7 separate regions of the Mus musculus genome follow, and all the other regions are linked to region 4. The links are chromatin contacts, called in public ChIA-PET, HiChIP or PLAC-seq and promoter capture Hi-C maps. All regions are on one chromosome and are shown on one strand. Each heading gives the region's core, a stretch centred on a gene start, on an enhancer-like site or on the middle of the called end of the contact. The rest is flanking DNA. Distances are from core to core; before and after follow the strand shown. Region 1 overlaps Hltf (helicase-like transcription factor). Region 2 overlaps Hps3 (HPS3, biogenesis of lysosomal organelles complex 2 subunit 1). Region 3 holds the start of Cpa3 (carboxypeptidase A3, mast cell). Region 4 holds the start of Pde7a (phosphodiesterase 7A). Region 5 overlaps Gyg (glycogenin). Region 6 holds the start of Hps3 (HPS3, biogenesis of lysosomal organelles complex 2 subunit 1). Region 7 holds the start of Gyg (glycogenin).

Region 1 (2,860 bases), core at 118-2,617, 790 kb after region 4:
GTAAAGGAAGAACAGTTTCTAACGTGGGATCAAAAGCTCTGCATTAGACCTGTCATGTGAACATACGGGATTGACTTTACCCGCTGGAGAGGCAGGTATGGAGTTCAGTGCTCCCAGTTTGACTCTTAAGTTTCTGTTATTTGTGAGTGATGAGCCTGAGTAAAGTCACCTAAGAGAGTGATTAAGTTAAAAGTAGGTCTATCCGAAAAGGTACTAGCGTGGCTGGTAAAACAGTGGGAAGCCTCTTGCCAGCATGCCATGTGGTGGGTCCCACAAGCAGTTTCCTAAACCAACAAGCTGAATGCCAGTCAGATGTAGCCATGCCCGGGAGGGAATGCAGAGTGCTGAGGAAGCTGTCTGTTTGAATTGTGTTCTCAGGGATGTTATTGTTAAAGTAACCTCTTTCATAGGTAGTAGACTTATTAATACTTTATAAGCATTGATTGAGTATAATTGATCTAAGTATTTAAATGTGCACATTAATGGTGTCTTATTAAGTAAGTACAATGAACACTTTTTTTTTTTTTTAATTATTTTTTGGATTAGGAGGCTAAGGCACAGGAGACAGAGTTGTTATTTGAATTTTAGCAGGTTGGTTTCAGAACGTGGAAGTTTATCGTGTGTATTATGTTGCCTACTTTTTTACTTTCTTCACTATCCAAAACACTGCCACTGTCACTACTAGTATATATAAGGTTTATAAAGTAATCCAGGTCGTGTTGTAATTGCTTTGTACACACTAACTTCATGAGTAGTCCTCCCAGATGTGGTGTGTAACTGTTATAGCTGAGGACACAGGCAGGATTAGGCTGCTGGCCAAGTCTGCATAGCTAAATTGACAGAATGTACCAGTCTGACTTTAAAATTTCTGCTTTTCACCAGGAGACTTGATTGCATCATCAACTTGACGTTTCAGATTGGATATGTAATTTTTGGATTAATTATTCTTCTCTTCCACACTGAGTATTTCTTTGAAAAAAAAATAATAGTCAGTTTTGCCTTTCTATAGCCAATTCTTGTCTTCAGACTTAAAGAGAAAGCTTTTATTTTGGCTTTCTGCTCCAGAGGTGTCAACCCATGGTAGTGGAAACTACAGAGTGGAACGGAGCAATATCATGATAAACAAGAGGCGGACAAGAGAGCACCGGAAACAAGTGCTCAAGTCAGGGCAAGATCCGTCTATTCCCCAAAGGCTTAGAGTTTCTAGAACCTCAGGCGTCAGTCAGTGCTGTAGCTGGAGACCTGGAGTTCAGCGCATGAAGCATTGGAGAGTGTTTCATAAGTAAAAAATAGCAAGGAGCCTGATGTGCACATCCACGCCCCCACGGAAGTACAGCAGTTTGATCAGGGCCTTCCTGTTGACTTTCTGGAAGATATAGATAGCACCATTTAAATCTTTCAATTCTATGTATCTGCATCCTCCCCCTCCCCCTGACACCCACACCCTTTAAAAAGAAAATGTACTGTTTTTGTCCTATTTTTCTTGTCTTTTGTTGTTGTTGTTCTATTTTCTTTCTGTGTTTTTAAATGTCTTCCCACTGCTCTTTATTGGTATTGATTTATTTATCATCCTTTATAACTATTTTTTGTTTTCTTAGTCCTATGTCCTTTCATATGGTTTTGTCAGTGGTTTTAGTGTGTGGTGGTCTGAATGAAAATGGTCCTCATAGGCTCATAGGAAGTGGCACTGTGGGGAGGTTTGGCCTTATTGGAATTGGTGTGACATTGTTGGAGGAAGTGTGTCAGGGGGGTTGGGCTTTGAGGTTTCAGAGGTGTGTCCAGTGTGGCACTCTCTTACTGTTTTCCGGTCCGGATGTAGAACTCTGAGCTACCTGGAGGTGCTCACAGTCATAAATTTTATGCTTTCTGTGGTAACTTTCTGGTGAGTTTAATTTCACTGCCTTCTTTGCTCTTTGCTGGTTATTCAATGTTTGACTATTTTGAGTTCTTTTTGGACGAGCTGTTTGTCCAGAGTCATGTATAGGTCCAGGCCATCAAGAAATACTTAATTTTCTTATTATTCATGGGAGTCAGTATAATGTAAATTCTTCTAGGTTTTATTGGTTTTTATATAACAGAGATCAGAAACATAATTACTTACAAAATTGATTATTATACAATAACACTCCCCCTACTGTGTGTGTGTTTTGTGAATATGTGTGTATGTGTGTGTGTGTGTATAAATTGGATTGAAAATTGAAGTCATCATGCATACACCCTATTTCTGTTTTTACAGAAGAGATATGAATTTTCCTTTCAGTATGTATGTACCACTTACTTTGAAGGGCCAGCTGAGGTCTGTAGGTCATGCATATTGACATTTTCCTAGGTGACTTTTTTTCTTGGTTTCATTAAAGATGAGCTTGCTTTTGTTTTTGTTCTTGTTTAGAGATGTTCATAATGTCTGACATTTTATCCCTAGGTATTTTACTGAAGGGACTGTCCTTGCACACTATGCAGATGTCTTGGGTCTTCTGCTTAGATTGCGGCAGATTTGTTGCCATACCCATCTTCTTACAAACGGAATGTCTTCAAGTGGCCCCTCCAGTAAGGAAATGGGATTAGTTCATACCATTGTGTTTGCTAAATATTTCAGTTAGAAGACAGGTTTTTATGCAACTTGAATTTGATCTATTACTTTGATATACCTTTGCTGTAAGATTTTTTTAAAATTATATTTTTATTCTGTGTGTTTGTATATGAATATCATGGGTGCATGGATACATGTGTGGGAGATCAGAGCATAACTTGCAAGAGTCAGTTCTTTCTGTACCATGTTAATTCATGTTGTCAAGTGTGGTGGCAGATGTCCTTAGCTGAGCCATCTTGCTGGCTCCAAGAATTTTTTATGAATGAAATG
Region 2 (2,880 bases), core at 289-2,788, 690 kb after region 4:
CTCCTCAGCTTCTTTCAGCCTTCCCCAACTCAACATCAGGGGTCAGCTGCTTCTGTCCATTGGGTGGGTGCAAATATCTGCATCTGACTCTTTCGGCTGCTTGTTGGGTCTTTTGGAGGGCAGTCATGATAGACCCCTTTTTGTGAACACTCCATAGTGTCAGGCCTTGGGACCTCCCCTTGAGCTGGATCCTACTTTGGGCCTGTCACTGGGCATTCTTTCCTCAGGCTCCTCTCCATTTCCACCCCTGTAATTCTTTCAGACAGGAACAATTACGGGTCAGAGATGTGACTGTGGGATGGCAACCCAATCCGTCACTTGATGTCCTGTCTTCCTGCTGGAGGTGGGCTCTATAAGTTCCTCTCCCTGCTGTCGGGCATTTCATCTAAGGTCCCTCCCTTTGATTCCTGAGAGTCTCTCACCTCCCCTTTCTCTGGTGCATTCTGGAGGGTCCCCCCAACCTCCTGTTTCCTGAGGTTGCCTGCTTTCCTTCTTCCTGCTGGCCCTCAGGGCTTCAGTCCTTTTCCCTCACATGCTTTTCATGTTTGTTAACCTGCAGAAAATTTTTTCTAGCGCTCTAAGCTTAAGATTTGCAAATATGATAGAGGGATAGAGGTAATCTATGCAAACCCCATCCAACCCAATGATGATAGCTACATTTCTCCCTGTGTGCAGATATAAAACATTCTTAGTAAGACCAACACTGGGGGATTTCTTTTCACAGGGTTGAGTCCAATTTTGCACATTACTTTTCTATATAATTGTATATTGAAATGTTTGTGAATAAAATAGGGCTTATAGAAAATTGGACATAGTACTAACAGAGGATCCAGCAATACCTCTTCTGGGCATATATCCAGATGATGTCCCAACCGGTATGAAGGACACATGCTCCACTATGTTCATAGCAGCTTTATTTATAATAGCCAGAAGCTGGAAAGAACCCAGATGCCCCTCAACAGAGGAATGGATACAGAATATGTGGTACATTTACACAATGGAGTACTACTCAGCTATTAAAAAGAATGAATTTATGAAAAATAAATAAATAAAATAAAAACCTTTAAAATAAACCAAATCAAGCAAACAAATAAACATAGGAAATTATTAGACAGATTTGAACATCATAAAAATTTTTTATTTTCTCATATACTATGGGTTGGGGTATATACATATAAAGAATAGAAACAAGACTTTGGCTGAAAATATGTGTAAACAAGTCATGTTAACAGCCAGACAAGAGTCCGTTTATCTGATTCTGAGAGAAAGATACCACGAGTTTCCAAAGCCGAGTATGCAGTCTTTCACTGGGGTGGCACATTACATCTTTCTTATACTTACAAAAAAATACAAACTAGTAACCCAGAAGATAAATCTGTAACAATTAAGGTATTGTTTGACGAGTAAGAAGGGCATTTGAGCAATTTGCGATGCATTTCCTTCCAATGACCCTAGGTGGACATGATTGTCATGCCTTCAGCACTGAGGCCAAGCTATTTCTCACAACAGAAGCCTGAGTCTGGTTTGGAAATTACATTTGTGGCCTTTTGCACCTATAAGGCTCGCACAGATTGAGGTCAGCACAAGGTTCATGGACTCACACAGAATAGAGTGAAAAAAATAAAAACCAAAAGGAAATACATGTGAAGTGACTTTATATTTTGAAGATTTTTACATTCTAGACAAGTAAATGGGATCAGGTTATTGATTAAGCTAACAGCTACAATTACAGGGTAAGGTAAGCACCCTTAAAGCAGCTACAATGCATATTAACACAAACCTTTGAGTTTATTTTATCTAAGGCAGAGCATTCAAAGTGCAGTCACTTATGCCACTACGCTGCCAAGGATACCATCAAGTTAGTGATTTCTTCCGGCTGCAGAAAAGGAGGTAGGGCAGGAAAAATGCTGCTGCCCCATCTTCTGGGAGAACATTCAAGAAATCCCTCAGGTCCAGTCCCACAGCAATAACCGACAAGGTTTCTGTTTGTGGAAAAGAAGAATTCATGAGAAACAACTAAAGTCCAATTTGGTTTTCCAATTTTTGTTCTTAATGATTCAAAGTTCCTTCGAGTAACAAAATGAATTATAAAAGTAAGAAAATAGAATTAGTTCATACTTAATTTATTCCTTCAAATGCCCTACAATATTTATTTTTTGTTTAGCCCCTGGAATTTGAGTTACTAAACCACTGGTAGATTGCGACATTACCTTTTAGTCAATTCTACCATTTACAAATAAAACATACTATCAGGCTGACTTAATTTTAGAACTGCAGTTAGTATATAAAGATCGTTTGCTAGGACAGGAATACCATTAATTACTAGAAGACATTTTCCTATAGGTTCCTCTCTATAAGGAGATTTTCATGTTACTAATAGTCATAAATGTTTTATGATGACCATATAGCCTTTCTTCTACATAGTAAAGTGCTCTAAAAACATTTTCAATATTAAGGAATTTAATGAGATTGGGGATACAACAGCAACAGAACTCTTGTAGGAATAATTTCCTGGATTCAATTCTCAGAACCAATGAAAGAACACAAGGCAGTGGCAGGGGTTGGAGGTGTTGCCAAACATTTTCAAGAAGATAATTATATAATTTTATGTTTCTATTATTTCTTAGTTAGTGCTGCCCTACCCTATTGACAATGCCTTCAGAGAGTTGGGTAGACAGTTTGATTCGTGTAGTGCTTCCTGAACAAGCTTCAAGACCTGCATCCAATCCCCTGTACCCATGTAAGAGAAAGTTAGGCACTGCAGCACACCTTAATACAAGATCTGGGAAGGCAAAGATAGGTGGATCCCTACAGCTCCCTGTCCAGCCAGCTTAGCCTGGTTAGTTAGCCACAGGTTCTATGCGACTAGCCCCAGTGAGA
Region 3 (2,818 bases), core at 52-2,551, 930 kb after region 4:
GCTAGTTTATAGGCTAAATATCACAATAACAACATCTTCATTATAGCAAAAAATGTGGAGGAAGAGTTTCATGCTCAAAGTACTGTTGTGAACATTTATTAAGTGGCAAGCACATAGGTGTGCCACAGCAGTGTCCCATAGGGAAGTAATAAGAGGAGGTTTTGTGTGCCAGACAAAGCTGCATATAAGCATTTCCATCATGTGAGCTAACAGCAGAAGAAGGAGCAGAATCTCCTAACAGAAAGAACACGGCAATTTCTGCAATTGCTCCAGTCTGAGGCAGAGCATAGCTGCACAGAGGCAAGGATAGTGTGAGTGTGAAGGATACTCAGGAACTAGAATAGGGAGAACTTCTGACTGGTTTGACTGAAGAGAAGCGTGACTGGAATGAAGGACAGGCTTGGTTCTGGGTTTAAATCTGATGAGTGATGTTGGCAGTTTCAGTTACCACCTTTTTATGTCAGGTTCTGTTTCAAGGATGTTACATTGTAAATCTGATGGTAAATATGAAATAAGAGCAAGGTGACTGGGCCAAGCTGACTTGTGTGATAGGAGTGGCTTAACCCATGATAGAAAATGTTCTCTTTTTTGTTAGATTTTAAGAAACTGCTTATATTTAAGAATCTCTTTTGAAGGAATCCTCACTGTTGGAAAGCTATCACCAGCCAGTACTTTACTCTCATCAGATTGTACTTGAACAGAAGTCACCAGAAGAAATTGGAGTGGATGTTGTGGGTGGGGGGACTCAGAGTACAGACAGGAAAGGGGGTAATGGAAAAGGTGCCAAGGATTCCCCTTGTTTTACAGAGTACTTAGGAGCTATTGCTTGTAAAGCAGGAAGGAAAAGAAGTGAACCATGGAAACAAAACTAGGTGTGGTGCTGGCTCCTGGCTGAGTTATCCCAATCGTTTCCGTCATTCCTCTTCCTCCCTCGTTTGTCAACCTTTCATAACCAGTGGGCACTGAAGATAAAATGGAAGGAATATCTCTTAGAGAATTGAAAAGAAAGAGATAAGACCCCTCTGAATGGTTTACCTCAATGCTTTGGGTCAAGTTCTTCAAGACACTGGCGTGCTTTTCATTCTGGAGTTTCACACGGAATACCTTCTCCCTTCAAGTAGATAAAAGACAGAAACCAAAGAAACAAAATTTCAGTGAATTTTGAAGCCATATTCCTTACCTCCTTTTTCACCCAGAGACTGGACTATAGATAGAGAAATTTACCTGTCAAAGTGGACAGGAGCAATTGCAAGTGTAGTGTAGATGACAGCCATAAGCAAGAAGAACCTCATGTTTTTTCTTGGCTTGATCTGACCCCTATACGGGTTTTATACCTCAGCTTTTATCTCGACGAACAGCTGATTTCCTTTGTGGTTCCTGGGGATGAACAGTCCTTCCACCTCATATTTTTTCAGTTGAGAGGGGGCAGGGTTGTGAATATCCAGGCCTCTCTCTACTTTCTTATATTTTTGGTTGTGAGCCTAGCCTCTAATGGCTGAGCCACCTCTCCAGCCCTCTACTTTCTTATTAATAGGAGATATAAATGTCTCTAAAAAAGATTGGGAAAAATCCCTTCAGCAAGTAGTGTGTTCAAGGTGATAGGATGAGTCTATTCACAGAGATAAGACAGTAACGTACCTCTGTTCTAAAATACTAGCCTCCCAGGAAGCTTCAATTAAATAGGTTGAAGCATACTCATAGGTTTTAAATACAAAACAATTAATATACTTAATTTTTGTGAGTATGTGTTTGGAGTGGAGTTTGTTCATGCTATGATATATGTGTGGAGATCAGAGGACAACTTAAATAGAGAACACATTCCATCCTTCTATCATTTGAGTTTTGGGGGATTGGACTCAAATCATGGGTCTTGGTGGCAGGTGTCTTTACCCACTGACCCACTGCACTGATCTCTATCCTACATTTTAAAAGTTACATTTATAACCTCAAATGAATTTGAGTAACTGCCACAGAACTTTGGTGTATAGTCTTTTATTTATTTATTTTTTAACTTTTTATTTTTGGGTTTTCTAGACAGAGTTTCTCTATATATCCCTGGCTGTCCTGGAACTCACTCTGTCGACCAGGCTGGTCTCGAACTCAGATTTCGAAATCCAAGTGCTGGAATTAAAGGCATGTGTCACCACTGCCTGGCTTTGGTATATAGTCTTACGTAATGAAACTTTATCCTCCTCCTCCCCCTCTTTCTTCTTGTTGTTCTTGTTCTTGTTCTTGTTCTTGTTCTTGTTCTTGTTCTTGTTCTTGTTCTTCTTGTTCTTCTTGTTCTTCTTGTTCTTCTTGTTCTTCTTGTTCTTCTTGTTCTTGTTCTTCTTCTTCTTGTTCTTCTTGTTCTTGTTCTTCTTGTTCTTCTTGTTCTTCTTGTTCTTCTTGTTCTTCTTGTTCTTGTTCTTCTTCTTGTTCTTGTTCTTGTTCTTCTTCTTGTTCTTCTTCTTCTTCTTCTTGTTCTTCTTCTTCTTCTTCTTCTTCTTCTTCTTCTTCTTCTTCTTCTTCTTCTTCTTCTTCTTCTTCTTCTCCTTCTCCTTCTCCTTCTCCTTCTCCTTCTCCTTCTCCTTCTCCTTCTCCTTCTCCTCCTCCTCCTCCTCCTCCTCCTCCTCCTCCTCCTCCTCCTCCTCCTCTTCCTCCTTCTCCTTCTCCTCCTCCTTTTCCTTCTCCTCTTCCTCTTCCTCCTCCTCCTCCTCTCTCTCTTTCTTTCTTTGGAAGGTTGGGTGGACAAGCTATTGCTATGTTTGAGTTGGCCTCAACTTCTTACCTCAGCCTTATTGCTTCTGAGACTGTAAGTCTATGCCAGGAAGTAACT
Region 4 (2,700 bases), core at 41-2,540:
ACGAATGAATGGATGGATGGATGGATGGATGAATGGCTGAGGCTCACTGATTGGAGTCTAGACCAGCAAATGTAAGCACACTCCTCCAGTACCCGTCCCAAAAGTAATCTCATAAACACAGAACTTCTGGCAGCAGGCAATGAGGGCACCAGGTTCATATGTAAACAAAGTAAAATTCTTCCTCTTTATTCTAAATCTGGCAACCAAATTTAACCCAACTAAAGAGCTGAGCCAAGGACGTCACAGAAAAAAATTTTTTTTTTTTTAATGTTCAACAGCAACTGGTGTTGGGCCATCGGAAACAAAGTCCTTTGTGAATGCTCATCAGTGGTTTCTGAACTAAAGCCGCCTTTATCAAGCGAGAAAACTGATTGGAAACCATCAACTTTGCACACTAGTTCCTGACACCTAGGCCCCTTCCCTACAAAGCAGCAGTTCGCAGTTCGGGTGAGGACCACAATGGGACCACTAGGCCTATTGTTCTGAGAAACTCAGCACCCGCAGCGCTGCAAGGCTCGAGAACCTGCACAGGTGTGGGGGAGGGCTAGGGGGTGGGGGGCGAAAAGGTGAGCTCAGGGTCATGACTAAGGGGACAAGAGGCCCAACTGGTAGGAGACACAGAGAAAGGAGGGGAGGATAAAGTCATGGCTTGGGGCTACCAGCGGGCGTGACGGGTTAGCCGCGGCGAGGGTCGCAGAGGCCAGGGGCACCGAGCACAGCCGAGGGTGAAAGACTCCGGGAAGGGGAGGCCAGCCTACCGAGGCGGGAACAATGGCCCGAGTCCCTCCAGAAGACAAAAGCACCGAGCTGCGGGCCCCGGGGCGGCGGTTACCTGCGAGAGCTGCCGGGGATGCGGGCAGCCGAAGAGCGCGGAGCTGGAGCTGAAGCTGATGGCTCCTCGGCGGCTGAGGACGTGCTGGGGGACCGGCCTGTCCAGGGGCAGCACCGGCAGCTGGTAGCATACTTCCATTGAACACGTCCGCCTTGGATCCGCGCGGCGCCCGCCAGTCCGCGGTCGCCCGCCCCTGCGCTACGAGGGGGCCGCGCCGCGGGGACCCGGGGCCGAGGCGCGCGCGGGGCGGGCGGCGCTAGTGGCCGCCGACGCCTCCCGGCCCTCCGCGCGGCTGGCGGCGGGAAGGGCTGCAGCGGGCTCGGGAAGCCGGGCGGGCGGCGTTAAAGGGGAACCCGCCGCCCAGGCGCTCCGCGGCGCGAGAGCTGGCCCGGGCCGCGAGCACGGGCGCGGAGCGTAGAGCAGTTCGGCCGCCGGAGCCCTGCCCCCTCCCCTCCCCCGAGCCTCACTCCGCTCCGCCGCCGGCGCGAGCCCGGCGTAATTCACACTTTGCAGCAGCGGACCCTGCGCCAACCACGGCCGCCGCCACCGTGACGTCACGACGCCGCGCCGCATGCCCCGCGCCCCGCGCCGCCGCCGCGCCCAGGAGCCCGCCGGCTGTCCGGACAGGGCTGCTCGCGTCCGCTGCGCTAGGCGCCGCGCCGCGCCGCGCCGCGCCCCGCGCCCCCCCGGCCCCTCCCGCCTCCCCGCAGCTCCCTCCCCGCAACCCGCGGCGCGTGCGCAGGAGAGTTACGTGGGGCATCCTCGGGCGCACCGACCCGGAGTTTGTTCGGCCTACCGGATCGGCGCTGTTTCGTCCGACAGATCCAAAATGCCCAGAGCACCGGGCGCCCTCTCCGTGCTCCGCCCGTCGGGGCACCGCGCGCGTCCCCTGTGGAATTCCCGTACTAGGGCGTCGCGGGAGGCCGCTGCGGCGGTGACGCCAGCAGATCTCGGGGGCTCAGTGCTCCCGCTATGTCACCGTCCGTGCCCTACCTAGGCAAGGTTCCAGTGGCTTCCCTTGGCAAGTGAGGCCCCAGACTTTCGGGGCCTGCAGAGCAGAAAAAGACCAAAAACTCCCGAGCGAGAAGGAGGGTCTTTGGATGGAGAAAAGTGAAATTCTGCAACCAAGAAAATGAGAAATGACGATATTGGGAAGACAAAGATGACAAAGAGACCAAAAGTTCCCCTAGCCAACCATCGCCCTTCTTTGTTAGTGTTTGCTGGCTAGGATGTAAGAGAGCTTTTCACCTGTTTTGGTAAGGTGAGGATATAATTTGCTTGTTCTTTTAAGTTTCTGCCCCAAACTGCCAAAGCTTTTCTGCAGGAGCCGACTGTTTCTGATGCTTTGAGCATCAGATACTTTTAGCATGAACGAGCTCCACACCCCCACCCCCACCCCCGCCCCCTGGCAAAATAGATTTGGATCATTTCTCAGGGCATCTAGTCTCCCAGTTATTTAAGATTGGCAAGGTGGCAGGTCTTAGAAGAAGTACAGTGCTGAGCCTGGGCTTAATGATGCTATAAATTGAGTACCGAGTGTACATGATCAGATAAACGGACAAAGGTGGAAGGTGTATTCTTTTATTATTTAAACCTCGTGCCCCTGTGTATTTTCTACATGCCAGGTCTTCATCATGTTTTACGATCCGTTCTGTGTCATGGAATTTGCCTTCACTAGATGAAGAAGCACTAATGAGATTCTTTTAGTGCAGCAACTGATCTCACTGCTTTTGAAATCCTAATTAGTCCCTGTAGTAGATGTGTTAAGCATCTCACTTGGGATTACACCGAGCACTGTGGGCCACTTAGTCTTCAGAAAGTCGTTTATCAGCTGACTAAATTGGAAGTAGATTCCTAGAAACAAACTT
Region 5 (3,071 bases), core at 524-3,023, 820 kb after region 4:
AAAGTCTGGGGAGAAAAAGGAAAATCGGAACAAGAAGAGGATGGTGTATCTCAGGTCCACAGCGAGCAATGCATAGACTGTGCAGAGCACTGATCATCTAATGCTCTCCTGTACCTGGGACTTCAGTCTGCACACTGGGGCTTCAAGCTGCATGGAGGAGGAGGACAAAACGAGCCAACCCATCTGCACAGCTCATCTTCAGATCCTCCCCACAACCTCCCTGGATTTATGCTGGGGCCCAGGGTCCTCCTCTTGAATGTCCACAGCAATGGCATTTGGAGATACCCACAGGCCTACATTTCACTGTGGTCCAGGCCTTGGGATCTACATTCATGAATGCCAGTTTCCAATACTCATTAGCTAGATCACTATTACCTTTTGTAATAAAGAAATGATCCTCTTCCTATGAAATATCTTTACTTATTCTATCCTAATAGAGAGAGAGAGGAAAAAAAACCTAAATCGAGTGGTTAGTTTTTTTATAGACAAAGCAGTCCTAAATTACTTAATAAGCTTTGTTTAAGGTAGATGCTGTTTGTCACGTGTGGTGTCCCTCAACCTAAGTTTGCTACTGCTATGTTTCATAATGAAAATTTGACATGTGACTACTGTGAAAGGGTTGTTCAACTCCCCAAGGAGTTGACCCACAGGTTGAGAACCAGTGTATAAGATGTCTGAGATGTGGGTGGAATTGCTCTTTTTGACCTAAGGTAAAGAATTTCTTAGATAAAGATTAGCAGGATCATAGAAATTATTACATGGCACAATGACCAGATTTCTGTAACAAAACATAGGATTTGTGTAGCTTTCTAAAACGCTGATTGGAGCAGACTACGTAAGAGAAGACAAGCAGCAGATCCTGAAGACTGGGAGGAAGCAGGGAAGAGAGAAGAATGATGCAAGGCTGGCTGTGCAGGAACCAGGCAGCAGTCGCTGGTGGTTTTGGCTGAGGCTACGGCACTCGTTTCTGGGCAGCAAGGACTGAGGACTTCTCCAAACTTTAGTAGTTAAACTGCCACATATACAATGGTTATAGAAATGGATAGTGGTAGAGAGCAAGAGAAAGAAAACATGCAAGAGCTGGCACCTGCACTGGTCACTAAACAGGTGGTTGGTCTGGGCCAGCCCAAGAGCTCCTGGGTGACTGAGGCAAAGGGAGTGATAAGGCAGTGCTAAATGGGAAACAGACTGCACTCAGGAATAGCAATGAAGACTAACTTGCCAGTTTTATGTAAAGTAGTTACAGCAGAGAACAATCTCTGAAATCGTGTAGAGCTATTGCAGTATGAGAAGTACTATCTGGGTCCCACACTGGTCACAAAAGTTAAGGAGTGCCTTCGCTTCTATCACAGTATACTAGCTGCTTAGCAGAACAGCCAAGGAGGCTAAAGGATTTAGCCAATAGTCTTATATACAAAAACGATGAGCAGAAGGTCTCAAACACTTGGCTAGTTTTTGTGTCCAAGGTTTCAATTTATCTGATTTCAAGTTTCAGACTTTTTACATCTACATTATGGGCATGAGGGAATGACTTAAAGAATATTTTTCCAGCCATGCCATGCAGTGCTGGTGGGGAGATACACCCAGAGAGACCTGCCCTCTACTGCATGGCACAGGTAGGCTGTAGACACACAGAGGCCTGTATGCCACCATTGCAGTGCAGCAAAATTCAGCCCAGCAGGAGGAAGACATCCAGAGACCCACTCACTGCCATGTCACATGGGCAGGCTTAGACACTTAGAGTCCTGCTTGCTGCTATGCCACGCAGCGGAGCAGATGAGGTCACCCAGAGGCCGGCCAGACATGTGGCAAGCCTGGAGTGGAAGCCACTACAGTGTGTAAGTATGTGGTGGACAGACAGAGAGAAAGAGAAGCAGAACACTGAGCATTATGAATAGAGACAGAACTGGAGATGAGAGGGTGGGGAGGACTAGGCAGCCCTGCTACCTGAGACCATGGGGGAAGTTCCAGACCACGTTGGCACTGAGGGCCATGCCTGGGTCTGTGGCCATGCTACAGCAAGTTGGTGTTGATGCCTGTGGCTTATATTACCACTAGAGACCATGGGGAAATCCCTGGTCTGGACAGCCTCCTGGGACCATGTCGATATCCAAAGGCTATGCAGAACTGATGTCACCCCTCACTGCTATAGCACTCTGGAGAGCTGGCTCCACCTCCTGTCAACAGCAGTAGCATTTAGGGGAGCAGGCTGAGGTTGTGAGTGTGGGAGATCTGGCCTTGCCACTGTCTGCCATCAGGCAGAATGGGCACAGGGGTGATGCCCATCCCTCACCACCTGCAGTAGTTGGGTGAGCTGGCCCTGAGTATGTGAGAGTGGGAGATCTGGTCCAGCCCCTCACTGGCTGTAGCACTTGGGAGAGTGAGCCCAGTGCATGGACTGGGCAGCACAGCGGGGCTGGCTTTGGAGGTGTGGGTACATGCAAGCTGGCCCGAGGGCACGAGAGCAGGAGAGCTGACCCTGCCTCCTGCCACAGCATTGGGTAGCCTAGCTGAACAGGGCTGGAGAGCTTGCCCTGGTGCCCTGGTGGTGTGGATGCAGGACAGCTGTCAGGCTGACCAGCTCAGCTATTAGCCAGGCCCAGAAGCAGGGTTTTGAGTTGGCCCACCCCCAAATCTACATTATCTATGAACTGTTTGAGTTCATGAAAGGGCCAGTTCTGCTGACCCAAAACGGCAAGATCTCTATGAGCGACAACAGGATAACTGGGAGGAGTCTCAGAGAGGATCCACCATTAATGATGTTACAGAAGCCAGAGATCTTGAGCCATACCAATGACTCATTGCAATGAACATTTGCAAGTGAAGATGTGTGGACAGAGGGATAAACTGTGTGTGATGGTTTACATATGCTCAGCCCAGGGAACAGCACTATTAAGAGGTGTGGCCTTGTTGGAGTATGTGTGTCACTGTAAGGATGGGCTTAAATGCCCTCAACCTAGCTGCCTGGAAGCCAGTAATCTCTTAGCAACCTTCAGATGAAGATGTAGAACTCTCAGCTCCTCCTGCACTATGCCTGCCTGAATGCTGCAATATTCCAACCTTAATGATAA
Region 6 (2,986 bases), core at 299-2,798, 720 kb after region 4:
AGATTGAAGAGCCATAGCTCCTTTTGCCAGAGGTAAGGGAAATGACTCCTCTGACAGACAGGAACTGCCTCCACAAGTTCCTGAGGAAGGAAGGCTGGCTTTTAACTAAACACCAGAACTCCTCCTATAGCCATGGAGGAGCTCACGTCTGGATCTTTGGACTGCCCTTTGGAGTTTGGGACTTGGGGTTTCCTTTGGACCTGACAGAAAAAGAAAATGCTTTCTGCCTGGGAAAAAGGCCTCCAAAACATTCACAGTAAATATAAATGCACAGATAGTCCTGGTTGTTGACAAGGTGGATTTGCTATGGCAGAGGACACTAGGCACTGAGAGAACACAGACCAGAACATTTACTCAGAAGAAAAAAAGGCATCAAAGGAGACATCAGACAGGTTTTCTGAACTTAGGCATTGCCAGGGGTCAGCCTATTAATGTTTAGTCATGCATGGGTTAATAGAAGTTACACTCAGAAGTTGAAGTTCAACTGTGGACTGAATGCTACCTTTGAGTTATATGGCCCGTGATACTTATGCCATCCCACATGATTCCTGAAGCTCTTTAAGGCAGCCAACATGGTAATAAAAGCATCTTTGTTCTTCAAGGTTTCAAGAACGAGGTTATCATGGTTTAGTGCTAGCCTCCTCCAGTCGGTGTGGCTCAAGTCATTAGTATCCAACCAGGGCCAAGCATTTGATACAACCCAATGTAATAAATCAACCACAAGTGATAGTGACTTAAGAGGTAAAAGGGCTGGCTCCGATTTGAGATAACTTTTGAGGTCGAGCCTCCTGTGAACTTCAGGATATCATTCTCCCTCCTCTTTCTCTTGAACCAGGTTTGTTTTCTTACATTAATCTTTTAAGGGTCTGGCATAAGTGGAACCGAGCCACACGTCTTTATTTCAAGCTGTGGACGGGATCAGTCAGCATTGCATCTCCACGTGGGGTGTCTGCTTTGTTTTGCTTCGAGACATGATTACTTGTAGCCTAGGCTAGAATGGAACTCACCAAACTGCAGAGGACCTTAAACTTCAGATCCTCCGGTCTCTACCTCCAAAGTGCTAGAATGACTAGTTGAAGCAATCTGAGTAAGGAGGATCAGACCAAGGCTTCAAGCAAACTAGGCAAGCACCGGACCGTGGCACGACACCGGATCTGCGGTCGCTAAAACAACTACACAAAATGACTTTAGCACTTAGTGCCCGACCCACACTGACTGTCAGCAGCCAGCCTAGAAGAGCACCAATCCCTTCCCTACCCAGAGCCCCGCCCCAAAGCCGCTCCTCACCGGCTTCGCTGTAGGCCATGCGCAGCACCCTGCCTAGCGTGGAGAAGGCGCAGCGCTGCCGGCACAGCTCTTCGCCCTGAACAGCGAACGCCTCCACCTTGCAGCCGGCAGCCACGAACAGCGCGTCGCTCCCGCCGCAGCAGACCTGCTCCGGCTCCCACTGGCAGGGGACTACCTGCTGCGACCCAAACGGGTGCAGGTTGTACAGACGCACCATCCCGGCGCCCGGACCGCTGGGCGGCTTCCGCAAGCTTAGAGAGCTGCTCCGGATCACGTGAGCGCTGCGACCACACCCCGGGCACCGCTCCTTAAAGAGGCCGCGCGCTAAGTGAAGTGCTACCCTAAGTGGATGCAGAGACCTCGGTTCCTCTTTGGAGATGTTAACTTTGCTGCTTCTGGACAGATTAGTATGTGAAACCTTCAGCGTGTTTAACACTCGATCATCTGCCCGTCTGTGCCTTGGTCGACTTGCCTTAGACTTTGAACTTTTTTTTTTTTTTTTCCATTTTTTATTAGGTATTTAGCTCATTTACATTTCCAATGCTATACCAAAAGTCCCCCTTACCCACCCACCCCCACTCCCCTACCCACCCACTCCCCCCCTTTGGCCCTGGCGTTCCCCTGTACCGGGGCACACAAAGTCTGCTTCTAAAGGATGAAACTGCAAAACCTGATGTTAAACTCCCAACGTAGGGTTAAACACACCACAAATACTGTGGATCCTACAATGGTTTTATTGAAAAGGGCAAATCCTCGAAGATGCTTAGCAAAAAATAAAAATAAAAAAATAATGCATTGGATGAGAAGATCTATGAAAACATTTTGCAGGCATTTGGCAAAAGTTTCCTCTAAGCCTTAGATAATAGGGGAGGAGAGAGATCCCCGGATGGTCAATATACAGTTCCTAAGTATTTCCTATATTGAAGAAACTTGCCGTCGGAATTTTTCTATTTTGGGAGATTTAATAAACCAGATCTATAATGTTTTTTTAACAATTCTAGAAAATATATGTGTTTGCATGCACATATGTACGTATTGGTTGACTGGAGGATGCTCTTCTTTTTACACTGAAAAGAGCAAACTTCAATTCTCATGCTGATGGTTACCTTGAGTCCTTTGCTCTGAGAATTTATAATGTGGGAGCAATTGGACTGAAGTTGAACTGCTGCCATTTCGAATACCTTCCAGATGACGAGGAATCATGTACTTCATCCTCTACTAGGAACACTCTGGGAGACGGGTTCATTAAACTCAGTGAGCAAAGAATACATGGAATAGTCCAGAGATCTGGGCTACAGAAATCAGGAAAACAAGCAGATTGCTACTCATGTGACATCCATAAACATCCCCTTTCCCTCTTATGAGTATCTGATTTAAGTGTCTGTCTCTTTTGATTAATTTTTCCTCTTCAGGATATTAATTGAATGTAATTTGACTTTTGTGAGATTCATTAAGTCCTAGAATGGCACTACCTTCTCTAGAGATAGCTTCTTCTCCCTTGATATAGTCCCTGTACCTGGCTGACCTAAGAAATTTTGGGAAGAGATTTTTATCTTTATTAACTGTTTTTCTCACTTCTGTGACCATCAGCTTATGAGAAAGCTAGGCTGATTCCATGACAGACTTCAAATTGGCAGCTAAGGAGAATAGGCCTAAATCTCTGTCTCTAAGAACTGGACAATTCCAGGCAAGTCCAGGC
Region 7 (3,128 bases), core at 316-2,815, 840 kb after region 4:
CCAGACAACAACCCTGTCTCCAATACCAAGTACTAGTAATTAAAGGTGTAACCCATGGCCAGCTGCCTTTACTTTTCTGGGAAAATGAGCAATATACCACCTTCCCCATTCTCCCCTCCTCCCCTAACAAGAGACATGGACATACATGCCAATTTTCCCAAACCCCCATCCAGAACAGAAGTCAAACATGAATTCTTTCTCCCACTGAAGAGTCCTCATTATATCAGCCTGTAAGATTTTTCAGGCTTTTTGTAAGATTACTCTGGGGACCACCTCTGACGGGGACTTTAACATTAGCAGTTGCTGGGGCTCCAAAGCGCATAGGGATCCTAAGGTTCAAGCTCCACAGCAGTCATTTGGGGTGACTGATGTCCAAGAAGAGAGTTAGGAGATTTTGTCAGTGTTACTCTCAGGTTTCCTCATTTCCCCTTGCTTATTTTCCGGTGTGGATGCTAGAAGCAGTGGGAATTCCACTGAGCAGGGACAGTGTGGTGGGTGGGTTGTCTGGTTATCCAGCGCATTCCCCAGAAGGAAACCTGAAAGCCATTTTAACTCATACTACCGGGCCATCTTTCAGAACAACCCACTACACTACCAAGATGAAGAAAGTTGTGAATTCCCTACCTCCAGTCAATTATACTCTGTAATGACATTTGCCACATCCATCAACCTCGGCTGATACTCGCCTGTGTTATTCTTAGAACATTTCTGAGACAGTAACATTTCAAAACCATTTTGCCCCAAAAGTACTTAAAAATGAGCACAATGTGTTAAATCCAAAGAGACTTCAGGAGGTGGCGGAGAAACGTAGAGGTGGTGTAATAAACGGGTATGTAAAAACTACAGGAAGCTACGCTATGCTTTCTCAGGTTAAATTAACAAAAGGAGGGGCCAGATGTTATAAACACAAGCTAAAACACCAGACTTAGCCTACAAATGGACAGTAAGACAATTGACAGCTGGGTGGTTTAACCTTCAGATGGCCGTTCAGTTGCTGTCATAACCCAGGCTACAGCTTCAAGCTTTCAGAAGGGCCAGTTACCTCTAGTGCCCAGTCCTGGGGTTTATTCGCCTAGGGCCTGACACTTTGCAACAAGTGGCACTGAGGCCCGCCCGGGGCGCTAGCCGGCTCCCATGTAGCAGCACCCGGCTGCTGAGGCCTAAAAATAGGATCAGTGCAGCGGCCAGAGCAGGGCCGCAACCCGGTGTTTCCGTAGGGCGCCTGCTGCTCCCCATGGCAGGAGCACCTCCGGGCTCCGTGCGACCCCGGTGCGTCCGGCGCCCGCCCCACCCCGCCTGGCCTTCCCCGGATGCGGGAGACGGAAGCCACCGCTCTGCAGCGCGGCTCGGTTAGCAGCCGGAGCCGCTCTCCACGGTTCGCGAGCTACCCGGAGCTTCCCGGGCTTAGGGGCGGCGACGTCGCGGGACCCGGTTACGCGGGGCGTACCTGTCATAGTGTGGCCGGGTGGGTCGGAGGAGCCGGGCGCCGGTAGGTGACCGCGGCCAGCAGGGAGGGCGGGAGTCCGCAGCCCGCCGCTCTTATAGCGGCCGTCACGTGGCCGCGCAGGCTCAAGCCCAGGCCGCATCCTCCCCGGTGCGCACTGCGGGCGGGGCGACCCTGGGGACCCGCAGGCTGCTGTGCCCAGGGGACACCTGTTGGGGACTGCGCCGCGGGCGTTCCTTCCAGGGCCTGGGAAAGAAAGGGGGCAGAGCTGTGTGGCCTGTGGCAGGAAAAGGAAGGGTAATAAACTTTCAATTAACAGAGACCTCTCGAAAGCCACGCCAGTTACAGTATTCATTTAAACTTTTTAAACTGAAGAGAACGGTTTTGCCAAATATTTAGAATCTTACCACTGGTTTTAATCAGGTAGTTAAGACCCTTTTACCAAGTCAAGGGCATAGGAATCCCATAATGCCATATACTTGTAGGTAGGAGAAACTCAGGCTCAGAAAGTTAAGTTACTTTGCTATGATAATAAGCCTTAAGAGGAGAGGTTTGTTTCAGATCAACACACTCCCATAGAAAGCCCCAGTGCCTTTAGCATACTGGTTCTGGATAAAGGGTAGTAAGTTCCCGTAATTCTGCTTAGGTAATTCAGTTGTTTCGGTTCATCTATTTCACAAATCTTGAAGGCCAATTTGTCATTTCAGGGGGGAAGTTGAGAAATACTTTTCTAATGTAGCCTGCACCTTGCAAACACAATTCTCCCTCCCACCCACTCGGCCCAAGCACAGCAATGGTGGATCGGCGCTCTGTAAATCTTTTCTCAATAATGAACGGTGACAATATCAACTCAAAGCAGGAAACAGATACTGAAGAATAGGGAAAGACAGCACTGCAATCCTCAATATAGTCCTCAACTTACAGTCGTTGCTGAACTTCCAATTTCCAACTTCATATTAGTTCAAAAGCATTATCCATCATCAGAAACCACTTTGAATTTTGATATTTCATTGGTTAGTGATATGCAATATGGTATTCTTCCATGATGCCGAACACCTGCCCCAGTCCCCAGGCAGCAGTGAGAGCATTAAGGTAAACACATAAATGCTACTCTTTTGCTAGGCTATGGCACTGGGTACTAGATGTGGCAGAAGATTCTATATATTCACAGAGGGTCTATAAAGATACAGTCCCACACCCATCATCCTAGGCCATATCTACACCATTGCTCCTTGGCCTGTGGGCTTAGACCTCCTCCACTAGACTCAACCAGTACAAGTTAAAAAGTCAATTTTTGTTCTTTAGTCCAGGTCTCCTAGAGGCATCATTTGAAAACTACACTCTATTTTTAACTGATATTGTATTAACTTTATACATTTTTGCAGTATTGTCAGTTGGGCTTACAATGTGTAGTGATCAGGTCGGAGGAGCCAGCATAGAATAAGATGTTTTTCTTTTCTTTTTTAATCTGCAATGTTAGGGCTCAAACACAGAGTCTTGTACACATCAGGCTTGTGCTGTCCTCCTGCCCTGAGAAACTAAGGTGATTATTTTCATTGTTGTTTGGTACAAGGTTTAGTTGTGAAGGCAAAGCTGCCCTCCTATTTCTGGCCTAAAATGAGTCTCCTCCCTGAGTTTTCTGAGTGAGAATACAGGGATACACATAGAATCGGAATCTTTTTCT

The links. Promoter capture Hi-C pulls out the DNA fragments that hold promoters and counts their contacts. ChIA-PET counts read pairs in DNA pulled down with a chosen protein or histone mark. HiChIP or PLAC-seq counts read pairs in DNA pulled down with a chosen protein or histone mark.
Region 1: a contact with region 4 is called in an RNA polymerase II ChIA-PET map of memory CD8 T cells, with 16 read pairs. The contact joins the enhancer-like site here to the promoter of Pde7a in region 4. A contact is called at or near these places in 7 of 39 promoter capture datasets (the 3T3-L1 cell line, the C10 cell line, embryonic stem cells and 3 more) and 1 of 115 datasets of contacts at active chromatin or transcription factors (memory CD8 T cells).
Region 2: a contact with region 4 is called in a promoter capture Hi-C map of liver, with 3 times the contacts expected there. The contact joins the enhancer-like site here to the promoter of Pde7a in region 4. A contact is called at or near these places in 2 of 39 promoter capture datasets (hippocampal neurons and liver) and 3 of 115 datasets of contacts at active chromatin or transcription factors (acute myeloid leukemia, bone marrow-derived macrophages and microglia).
Region 3: a promoter capture Hi-C map of the HPC-7 cell line shows a contact between it and region 4. The contact joins the promoter of Cpa3 here to the promoter of Pde7a in region 4. A contact is called at or near these places in 2 of 39 promoter capture datasets (the HPC-7 cell line, HPC-7-derived erythroid cells and hippocampal neurons).
Region 5: a contact with region 4 is called in an H3K4me3 HiChIP or PLAC-seq map of stem cell-derived neural progenitor cells, with 2.6 times the contacts expected there. The contact joins the enhancer-like site here to the promoter of Pde7a in region 4. A contact is called at or near these places in 5 of 39 promoter capture datasets (the 3T3-L1 cell line, the C10 cell line, the HPC-7 cell line and 3 more) and 2 of 115 datasets of contacts at active chromatin or transcription factors (embryonic stem cells and stem cell-derived neural progenitor cells).
Region 6: a contact with region 4 is called in a promoter capture Hi-C map of hematopoietic stem and progenitor cells. The contact joins the promoter of Hps3 here to the promoter of Pde7a in region 4. A contact is called at or near these places in 18 of 39 promoter capture datasets (the 3T3-L1 cell line, the C10 cell line, the HPC-7 cell line and 13 more), 8 of 484 Hi-C or Micro-C datasets (the C10 cell line, CD4 T cells, LSK cells and 5 more), 11 of 115 datasets of contacts at active chromatin or transcription factors (the 230-238 cell line, acute myeloid leukemia, astrocytes and 8 more) and 3 of 9 other capture datasets (adipose tissue, bone marrow-derived macrophages and liver).
Region 7: a contact with region 4 is called in a promoter capture Hi-C map of second pharyngeal arch cranial neural crest. The contact joins the promoter of Gyg here to the promoter of Pde7a in region 4. A contact is called at or near these places in 14 of 39 promoter capture datasets (the 3T3-L1 cell line, 3T3-L1-derived adipocytes, the C10 cell line and 11 more), 1 of 484 Hi-C or Micro-C datasets (olfactory sensory neurons), 11 of 115 datasets of contacts at active chromatin or transcription factors (the 230-238 cell line, bone marrow-derived macrophages, cardiomyocytes and 7 more) and 1 of 9 other capture datasets (adipose tissue).

What each region holds. Positions count from the first base shown.
Region 1 is chr3:20,103,219-20,106,078 of GRCm38.p6, forward strand. Hltf (helicase-like transcription factor) reads left to right here. Exons shown (of 25, transcript NM_009210.3): 19 at 2,423-2,547. Among named protein-coding and RNA genes, the nearest start is that of Hltf, 47 kb to the left of the region's middle. Within about 2 kb of position 1,368, at least 55 of the 459 cell types and tissues checked have an H3K27ac peak or open chromatin away from gene starts, as enhancers often do. A contact at or near this core is called in memory CD8 T cells, where this site is marked.
Region 2 is chr3:19,995,048-19,997,927 of GRCm38.p6, forward strand. It overlaps Hps3 (HPS3, biogenesis of lysosomal organelles complex 2 subunit 1), which reads right to left. Exons shown (of 17, transcript NM_080634.4): 17 at 898-1,982. The coding sequence ends at 1,855. It also overlaps a transcript of Cp not described here. Among named protein-coding and RNA genes, the nearest start is that of Hps3, 39 kb to the right of the region's middle. Within about 2 kb of position 1,539, at least 1 of the 459 cell types and tissues checked has an H3K27ac peak or open chromatin away from gene starts, as enhancers often do. A contact at or near this core is called in liver, where this site is marked.
Region 3 is chr3:20,240,880-20,243,697 of GRCm38.p6, forward strand. It overlaps Cpa3 (carboxypeptidase A3, mast cell), which reads right to left and starts at 1,302. Exons shown (of 11, transcript NM_007753.2): 1 at 1,225-1,302; 2 at 1,036-1,111. The coding sequence starts at 1,292.
Region 4 is chr3:19,310,032-19,312,731 of GRCm38.p6, forward strand. It overlaps Pde7a (phosphodiesterase 7A), which reads right to left and starts at 1,291. Exons shown (of 13, transcript NM_001122759.2): 1 at 833-1,291. The coding sequence starts at 970.
Region 5 is chr3:20,128,803-20,131,873 of GRCm38.p6, forward strand. All of the region lies in intron 5 of Gyg (glycogenin), which reads right to left. Among named protein-coding and RNA genes, the nearest start is that of Gyg, 25 kb to the right of the region's middle. Within about 2 kb of position 1,774, at least 43 of the 459 cell types and tissues checked have an H3K27ac peak or open chromatin away from gene starts, as enhancers often do.
Region 6 is chr3:20,033,762-20,036,747 of GRCm38.p6, forward strand. Hps3 (HPS3, biogenesis of lysosomal organelles complex 2 subunit 1) reads right to left here and starts at 1,549. Exons shown (of 17, transcript NM_080634.4): 1 at 1,288-1,549. The coding sequence starts at 1,504.
Region 7 is chr3:20,153,551-20,156,678 of GRCm38.p6, forward strand. It overlaps Gyg (glycogenin), which reads right to left and starts at 1,566. Exons shown (of 7, transcript NM_013755.4): 1 at 1,448-1,566. The coding sequence starts at 1,454.